Linked DNA regions of Mus musculus: region 1 is linked to region 2. A link is a contact called in public HiCAR-type data. All regions are on one chromosome and are shown on one strand. The core of a region is the stretch at or near the end of the contact, and the rest is flanking DNA. Distances in the headings are between cores, read along the strand shown.

What was found. HiCAR-type assays count read pairs that join an accessible place to other places.
Region 1: a contact with region 2 is called in a HiCAR-type map of fibro-adipogenic progenitors, with 10 times the contacts expected there. The contact joins two enhancer-like sites. A contact is called at or near these places in 13 of 484 Hi-C or Micro-C datasets (the C2C12 cell line, the G1E-ER4 cell line, adipose-derived mesenchymal stem cells and 5 more) and 7 of 115 datasets of contacts at active chromatin or transcription factors (the NIH/3T3 cell line, astrocytes, craniofacial prominence and 4 more).

The regions. Positions count from the first base shown.
Region 1 is chr1:163,572,753-163,577,235 of GRCm38.p6, reverse strand. All of the region lies in intron 1 of Gm32333 (a long non-coding RNA gene), which reads left to right. Among named protein-coding and RNA genes, the nearest start is that of Gm39689, 4.3 kb to the left of the region's middle. Within about 2 kb of position 2,630, at least 81 of the 459 cell types and tissues checked have an H3K27ac peak or open chromatin away from gene starts, as enhancers often do. A contact at or near this core is called in fibro-adipogenic progenitors and muscle stem cells, where this site is marked.
Region 2 is chr1:163,154,696-163,159,767 of GRCm38.p6, reverse strand. No RefSeq gene overlaps it. Among named protein-coding and RNA genes, the nearest start is that of Gm22434, 39 kb to the right of the region's middle. Within about 2 kb of position 2,722, at least 4 of the 459 cell types and tissues checked have an H3K27ac peak or open chromatin away from gene starts, as enhancers often do. A contact at or near this core is called in fibro-adipogenic progenitors and muscle stem cells, where this site is marked.

The DNA of each region.
Region 1 (4,483 bases), core at 1,381-3,880, 420 kb before region 2:
AGGGGGAGGACATAGGGGATTTTTGGAGGGGAAACTAGGAAAGGAGATAACATTTAAAATGTAAATAAAGAAAATACATAATAAAAGAGAAAAAATATAATATGAAAACAAAAAAATGAAGGAAAGGGAGAGAAAAACAAACAAAAGCAAAAAACAAACACAACAAAACAACAACAACAAAACACAAACAAAACAAAACAGAACAAAAACATAAAGGAAAATATAGTTGAATACAAAGACAACAACAGTAAAGTTAGCCTCCATGGTAGTGGCCCATGTCTGCAAGCAGAGATCCACCCACTGTCCTCATTAATTAAAACCCACAAAGAACAGGTCGCTTTAGGTCTTCACAGTTTTAACATTTAAATTTTGGAATTTTGTTTAGATTTATGAGTCGTAAGAATTATGAAAAAAAATTGCCTAATTTAAAATTCAGTTGCCTGCCAATCCTGTGTCCTGTGAGAATCAGCTGCCAGCTCAGCCCTAAAACAAATAAAAATACTTCAGTGAATTCATTTGGCATCAGAAAAACATTTTTTTTCCTTTCTGATACACAAACACAAATGAAGTAAACTCTGCTAAGGACAGAGCTGTGTCACGGGAGAGGCCCCAGGCCTTATCAGGAAAGGACCACGTCATGGCTCCATGATGGACGGCACACAGGAGACTCAAGGTAGAAACCCTAGTTGAAAACACATCACTCAAGCCCGAGCTGAAGTGGTTCTCAAGGATCAAGAATCTTGGAAACTGTTCCACACTAAACATTCTATTTTCTGGACTGTGTGACAAGAAAGGATTCTCATTCCAACAGAGAGAGGGAAGGTGCAGAAGAGAGAGATGGGGGTGGTGAGAAATGAGAAAGAAAGGAAGGGAGGGAGAAAGAAAGGTAGGTGAGTGTACCCTTCCCCCAAACTAGTGCTGGCAGCACTCCTGGGAACAACTTATGGGACAAAATACTTTAACTTGGCAATAGTATGGTCTCACCAATGTCCTCCTTATTGTACATATAGCTGAGACTCTTCCACAGGAGTTCAATGGCCAGATGTAGTAGGAGATTATTTTGACCTTGCACATAGCAAAGCACACAGCACAAAGCTATTCCTACTAACTATGTGGGCCAACGCCATCATCTGACTTGTTTTTTGTTTGTCTTTTTAACTCTGCCCAATTTTTGAAAGGCTCAGGGTCTGTGGCGTAGGAGGAAAAGAGACCTAAGAAGCCTGGGAATTGTGTTATCTGGGAGGGTGTCACATGGGTTCTTGGCTTCAAAGGACTGAATCCCTGTCAGCTTTGGGCAGGGGTCCCCTTGGTGTTGGGGAAGGTCCAGGGAAGGTGTTTTCACTAGAGAACTTGAGAGATGCTGTAGCCTTAGAGTCAGAGCCTATGCCGTTCAGTTCACTCACCCCTTCATGCCTTTGGTATTTATGATGCTCTCCTGGCTTGGATCCAGGAGACTGTAGGGCCAGGGCTGGCAGCATCCCAAGGGTTGTCTTTGGAGACATAAAGGTCATTGAACTAACCCAACCTTGAGTAGACATGATTGTTCCACAGGAGTCACTGAAAAAGAAATTAATTAGAGTTCTATAGGTTTTTTTTTTTTGCGGGGGGGGGGAAGTCTTTGTATAATACTCTCCATTTTCTAATGTGATCTTTTTCATTATCAATTTATATAAATTTTAGATGATGGTTGTCCAAGCTCTGCTCTTAGTGGGGATTGTGGGATTGAGAAAAGGATTGATTAAGCAGCCTATCAGCTTTATGAATGGTACTGCCGTGGTATGAAACCGAAAAAACAAAACAAAACAAAACATGCTATCATTTTAACTCCATTGCTCCATAGTTTCAGTATGGAGTATTAAACAGTATTAAAATGTTTGCTTTTGTGCATACTATTTGCAGCTCTTTCCTCACATACACATGTGCAAAGTGGTAGCAAAAACAACCCCCAAAAGTTCCATGTAGTGGGCAGAAGTCGAGGGGAGAGGCCTCAGCACAGTTCCCACAGTCCACGAGTAGATAGAGCAGAGTGTTATTATTGCCTGTCACAGCAAGAGGATATTATTCTATAGAGCAATATTAACGAGCAGCTACTGCGCCAAGAAGTAAAGGGTTAAGCCGTGTTGTTCATTGTCACATGATGCTGGGAAAGAGCTGAGCAGGAACCTCGGGATCCAGGGATCAGGAGGAGGCACATCTTGCCTGCACATGTGGCCTCTACCACTACCACTTCAAAGTGCCTGCTCGGACCGACATAACATTCTGACGCCGACTGTAAATGCCCTTGACACGCAGAGTGGAAAATATCAAACACTCCACCAGTCCCCAAAACGCAGTGTCTCAGCACTGGGAAAGGCCTTAATGAGCCTGCAGAGAAGGGGAGGGGGGGACAGAGGGGAGGGCTCCGAGCCAGAGAGAGGGGAGGAGGTGGAACAGTGCAGCCCCGGGTGGTTCTGATTTAAGGCTTGTACTGATACATGCCGGGCGTGTGCAATTGGGCTCAGACCACTGTGAATTTGAGTACCCCAGGACCTTGAAGAACATCCCTAGGCATCAGTTCCAGGCCTTTCTGAGTCAAGTCCCTACTGAATCTGTTTTTCCTTGCACATTCCAGAGCACATGACTCGCAAATAGAACTTCTCAGCACAAAGCTATTCTCTTTTGCAAAGGCGGCCCTGTGCCTTGCTTCTTCCCACAGCTTCCCCTTAGTGCAGATGCTATGTGGCTGTGTCTTCTCTTGGGAAACTTTTCATAGTGGATATAGTTGGCTACTTAGAAGGTCTCTTTCATCCCATCAAAGGGTATTTTTATTAGAAGTTCTTTTCCAGAGAAGCTGTTGTTTTAAGTTACCAGTGAACCCTCTATATAGTAACTTAGTCAATTGGACAGTCCAGACAAAGAGAAGATAAGAGGATGGATTCCTACTCCAGACCCCACCTTCTCTCAGCCTTATCAGTGGACTCTCACACAAATAGATAGGCTGGATGGTTCATTCTTTAACCTCATTCACTAGTTTTGAAGAATCGGAGTACATAAAATTCATAAAATATATTTCTTGACCTCTGAAGACCCTCAAACAATAGAGGAGAGGGATATATAAAAGTAATGACAGACTTTTGTGTGCAAAGCTACAAAGTAGCTCTACTACAAAGTGCCCCAGAACACAGGAGAGGAGGTAGTTGGGACAGTCTATGCTGCTGTTGGGCATTGAGAAGTCTTCCCTGAAGCTACATTTGGCGGAACTGGCTTGGATGTTGGTAGCTGAGAGAAACAGCCAGTGCAAAGACACAAAAGGAAAGAGTTCGAGGGTGGAGAGGATATCAGTCATGTTGAATTTTAAAAGGACAAGTTCAGTGTGGAAGAGCTGAGAGAGCAGCCAAGGTAGAAGAACCTGGAAAGGCAAAGCAAAAGCCAAGGCCTCCTGAGCAATCGCAAGAGCTTTATGGAGAAGCTCCATCCATCCCAGATGTAGACACATCTAGGGAAGGAAAGAGGAACTAGAAAGGGGAAAGGCTGGAGGCCTCCTGTGCCTACTGTGCTCTTTTAGTCTTAAGAGTGACCACTCATCTGCTGTGAGGTGGCATGGGTGGAGGAGAGATGCTCTTCCACCCCTTACCCTTCACCACCTGCAGCAAGCCCAACTGGCCCCAGAGTAATGAAAGTGGGAGAGCTGGCCCTGTACCACTTGAGAGAGTAGGTCTTTACCTCACCGGGGTAGCACAGTAGGAATGGTCGGTGTGGTGTGAGCACAGGCGAGCTTGCCCCTAGGTGTGAGAGCAGCAGAACTGTCCCTGCTCCTTGTAGGCTGGTGTGGGAGAGCTGAGGAGCTGAGCAACTCAGCTACCATGTATGCTCAGATCCAGGGCTCTGAGTTGGCCCACCCCACCATCTATGCCATCTCTGAACTGATGGAGCATGTGCAGGGGGCTAGTCCTGCAGACCCAAAACCTACAGGTTCTCCATGACACACAGCAACAATAGAGTATCTGAGTGGAGTCCCAGTGAGGTTCCAGTAGTGATAGTATATCAAAAGCTAAAGTGTGTCAAACCAAACCAACGACTTATTACAATGAACATTTGCAAGTAAAGATGTGTAGACAAGAGGGTATACTGTGTGATACACTATAGCTTCCACAATGAAATTTACTTACTTATTTATTTATTTATTTATTTATTTATATTTTTTATTTTCTTATGTGGGGGATGTTTGTTGCAAGGGCAAAGGGTGGATATGAAGAGAGGAGGATATGAGTGGAATTGGGATTCATGACATGAAAGTCATTAAGAATCAGTAAGAAGTAAAATACATACACACATATATATACATATATGATACATATACATAAATATGATATATGTATGCATATACGTGTATATATATATAATTTAAATACCTAAAGGGGGTTGTCTTTCATTCTTTTTGCTTTATTTGACTTGGTTTTATACTCTGTAACTCAGACTACTGGCCTGAAACTCAGTCTGTAAG
Region 2 (5,072 bases), core at 1,473-3,972:
ACTATGCAAGAAGAGACTTCTGAAAACATTTGGACCTGAGGATTGCCAACTGTGTAGTTAGGCATTAGAAAGATGGCAACAGAAAAGCAGGAGAGACAAGAAGCCAGTGGCTGGTCAGAGGCATTTGAACAATCTGCAGAAAGCTAGCAAGCAGCTGAGTTACAGCAAAGCCAAGGTATCCAGTGATGAAATCAGTACTTAGAGACATAGGAGCTCTACCTGGAATTATAATTACTCTACTTTTATCATTGATGGTCTGAATTAATCACTTACTATGCCTAATCTAACTGTTAAACATCATCACAGGTGAATATTAGAACCGATTGCCAGTCTATATTGTCATTGGAATCTTGTGGAGAGTTATCCGCTACCTGTGGATGGAGGAGAAGTGTATAGACCTGTGTTTAAGGAGAAGAAGTCAAAAGAACATCCTAAGAGAGAAAGAGGAATGATGTGGAGACGTTACAATGAGATTCAGGGTGCAAAGAGCCCTAGGAAGAGCAGGACTAATGTGCAAAGAAAGGCTAGGAATAATAAACAGTAGCACGGATGCTTCAAAATTGATTCTGATCAAACCAGATTCCAACAAGACTTCAGGGAGGACTGTGATAAATGTAATTATTGAAAGTCATTATTAAAATAACACTGCAAGCAGCTCCTCTGGTCTGTCCATTTTCCTGTTTTTAACATGTTTGTGATACATATGTATATGTATGTATACATACACACACACATATAGAGAAAGAGAGGACAAGAGAAAGAGAGTATATATATATATATATATATATATATATATATATATACACACACATATATATGTGTATATGTGTATATATGCATATATTTATCTTATGCATTTCTCTGGGGTAAGTATGTTGTAATGGAATTCTGGGGTCACACTGCCATGCAAATTCAGCCATTAGAAGAACCTAATGAAAGACATGTATCAGATTGTTCTCATTTGTCTTCAGTGTGTGTGTGTGTGTTTTTTTTTTTTTTTACCTCCTGGGAGCACTAGCAGAAAATGCTCAGACCTTTCTCACCTCGCGGTACTTCATCAAAACTGTTTCCCAATCTCTCTCCAGCTGTCATGCCGCTGAATGACAAGAGAATCAGATAAAGAGTTCTGTGCAAATGTTAGCCAGTGGGCATTGCCAAGGCAGACGTGTGCTCAGCACTGGAAATAAAGTATAGGACAAATGCAGTTTTTACTTTAACTACCTGTCTCCACGTGTATTGTGTGATGCAGCAGTTAACAAAGTACTCTGCTAAGGCCATTTATTTAGCAAATGACTGTTAACGAGTCTCATATGCCAAGTGCTGGGGCTGCAAGAACAAACAAAACAAGCATATTTATGATTCTCAGTGTAGACACGGGGAGATGGTAACCAAAGAACCACACTAACAAATGTCAAATAAGTGCTCCAGAGAGACGAAATGCTGTTTTAGGAAAGCATGGGATAAATCCAACCAAAATGTGGGCTCGAGATGGGCTTTCCCGATGTATAATGCATGAGCCACAATATGAAGGTCACGCAGAGAGTACATAGGCAAGTTTGCAGAGGTTTCATTGCAGAGATAGAAGGATGAAGGTCTGTGCCTGGAGGGCAGCCACGGAAAAGGAAAGCTGACAAACCCAGACCGTGGAGTTGAAAGGATGGGATTAAAGTCTGAAAGCAGACATGAAACTATGTAGGTAACATCTATGATTTCCTCTCTATGGAAATACGCCTGGGAAATCACTGTAGGGCTTTTAAGTATTGGTGAAGCAAAACAGGGCTGGTGTTTTGAAGCATTTTCTCTAGACAAAAATTAAAATATAACCACTCTTCAAAAAGATTAAAAATAACCATTTTTTTCCCAATCAGACTCCCTACCTCAGAGCTCCCAGGGACTAAATTACCAATCAAAGAGTACATACAGAGGGACCCATGGCTCCAGCCCCATATCAATGGTAGGAGACGCCCTTGGTCCTGTGAAGGCTTGATTCTCCAGTGTAGGGGAATGCCAGGGTGGGGAAGCAGGAGTGGGTAGGTGGGTGGGAGAACACCCTCATAGAAGCAGGGGAACAGGGATGGGATGAGGGTTCTGAAGGAGAAACTGGGAAAGGGGATAACATTTGAAATGTAAATAAAGAAAATATCCAATAAAAAAATAACCATTTTTCTAAGGTTACCATGAAGTAACTCCCTAAGATGCAATTTCATTCTTCAACTGATGGCACTCAACTAACACCAAGGTGAGAAAGAAATTGGCTTAAGAGCTATTAAAGAGCAAACCAAAAAGACTATGAAGACAGATCATGCAGTTCCTGGTTTCTATTTTATGCAACGCCTGTGATACAACTGATTTCAACAACCCATTAGCAACAGTAGCTGTCACTGGCTGTCACGAGCTGGCTGTACTATCGTTGACCTCACTATTAATAATGACCACTGGCTAGTCCGAGTGAGTAGGCTGTGAGGTAGCCTAGTATTAAAAACAGAGAAAGGGTTTTACAATTAGAAACCTCAGATTTGAGTCCTGGTTTTGCTGGCTGTAAGTGAGAAGTTAAGGAAATAATTGGAATCAGTTATCCTGGATAGCCCTAGTTCCCAGAACAGCGACATGAAATTTCATTGTCCAAGGAGCATTTAGACATTTAGAGCACAGCTCTGTATTCAGTAACTCGGCTGTAACAGCTGTGGTACTTGGAGAGTTTCAGTGTAGGTGGGAGCCAGGGACTCCCATAAAGCAGGTCTTCCCTTTTCCCCCTGAGGACTCAGCTTCTCAGCTCTCGTTTTCTGGGTCCTACTGGGTACAGTATTCATCCTAATTTCTCCAAGATGCCTCATCTCAGTCTCCTTGAAAGCTTTTAAACTGGTTTTATTCCTTTCCCTTAGCCCAAATCTCTTTGGCTTGGGGCATTAGAGACAGTGAACACTGATGAGTTAATTTGTGTGGAAGTCTAAGTTGCTCACAGTGTTGCAGCATTCAGTTCAGAGTTCTTTCTGGGACTCAAAATAAATAAATTAATATATATATATACATATACATACTTATACATATATATATGGTGTGTGTGTGAAAATCTTTAATGTACTCATTATAATGAAATGATTGGATGTGACACACCCTGACATGATCATCAACTAATACATATATGAATCAAAACATCACATAGTGCATTCTGAGCAGAGTGTGATTATCAAGTGCTGTATAAGGTCAATTGCAGAGAGTTCTGGAAAGGGGTAGTGTCCTTGTTCCAAGAGTAGATGGCACCCGCTGCAATGGCATTCTCAGGAGGTGGACAGCTACATGATACACTATGTGGCCCAAGTCCTTGTGGAAAAATGGAAACAAGTCTCGTTTTAGAAGAGGCCTGCAGAGAAAGACGTGCTAATATTCAGCCTTTCAAAAGTCATTTCAGATGCAAATGGAAAATCAAGGCATAAAATATTGAAAATTAGATTTTATTTAAAAACACAAAGAAGCAACACCCTGGAGAGTGAACACAGAATATTCTTGCATTAGAGAAAAACCTGAGTGGGCTTTATCCAGTGTAAGGTGCATATAGGATCTGAGCATGAAGTTCAGTTTTGATTTTGCCTTTTGGTACAATGGATCAAACCAGTGCTCTTGATGACTGAGTTGCATCCCAACCCTCAATGGGTTTTGACAAATATGTACAAAAATTGTCCCCACCATCATTGAGAAGCCAGGGAAACCTTTCCCTGCCTCTTTGTAGCATGGGTTGGCTCTGAATGAATCATATTTCAGATGTTGTTGAAGAAAAAAAATCAGGCTTGATGATGGATTGGATTTTAAAAGGAAAAATGTAGGAGAGAAAGATAAACGTTCACTCCAAGATTTTGTCCTGAGAAACTTGGTTTGTACAACAGTTAGGTAGAGATGGCCAGAGTTCCGTGGTCAATATTGATGATGTATTTCTGGATACTAAGGAGGCATTTATTTTGCAAGATAAAGTTTAATGCATAGATAATCACTTAGAATACCGATCATAAAAGGACAAATATATGCTTACTGAAATAAACACAAGACCAATTTTATGGCTGAGGTCTTCAACCATGGAAGCACGTGACTTTACCCAATAGAGTGTTGGAAGGATCTGCATATGCCCAGCTGCGGATGCTCATTCAGCTCTGAGCTGCCATGTAAGAAACAATCTTCATAGGCATGAATTCTCTCATTGCTTTAACTCTCGAATCCCGATTCTGAGAATTTATACTTAGTGAATTACATGTAAAAGTTAAACCCAGCAATCTAAAACACAAAACTTTTCATTTGTACCAAATGTTTGTGACCAATCTCTCTATAGTAATAAAGGAAGGCATAGTTTATATGTCTAGAAAAGGTGACTATATAAGAACAGTAAGGTACATCTGCATAGAATATAACAACTGAAATGCTATTGGATGTCTGCTATATGCTTGTGACTATCCTAAGGTTTATCTTGCATTACCTCTGTCATATTTCTGTAGTTTTAGTTAGCACAAAGAATAATAGGGTTTGTTATGAAATTCTAAGTACATATATATCATTGTATTCTCCCCAATTTCACCCCAGTACTGTCCTCCAGCCATTTTGTCTCATTGTGCTGGTGCCTCTCCTTCCCCAAGAATCCTTCAGATGTTTTATCATATATATGTAACTTGTTAAATTTAGTCTCCACAGATAAGAGAAAATTGGCAATATTTTGTCTTCTCCCTATTATTTGTTATTTCCCCACATAGTCACTCTTCTGTTTCCAACATGTTCACATCACATATGCAGTGTTTAAAATTCAATATATACATAGGTAAAGCCTGACTTACTTACAATATGAATTTTCATATAGTTCTGTCTACTTTATTCAGATGAAATAATTTCATTCTTATTTATGGCTGAGTCAGGCTCCATTGTGTGCTTGCTCATGTCTGTGTGCATACCACAACTCTTAGCCATTTGTCTGCATATGGGTTTTTAGGCTTTAATGTATATTTGAAAAGAGACCAGAAGAAAATATATAAAAACATAAGCTTTCTGTACTTTTTAGTTACAAGTTCATTAGCTGTTTTGTTTGTTTATTTGTT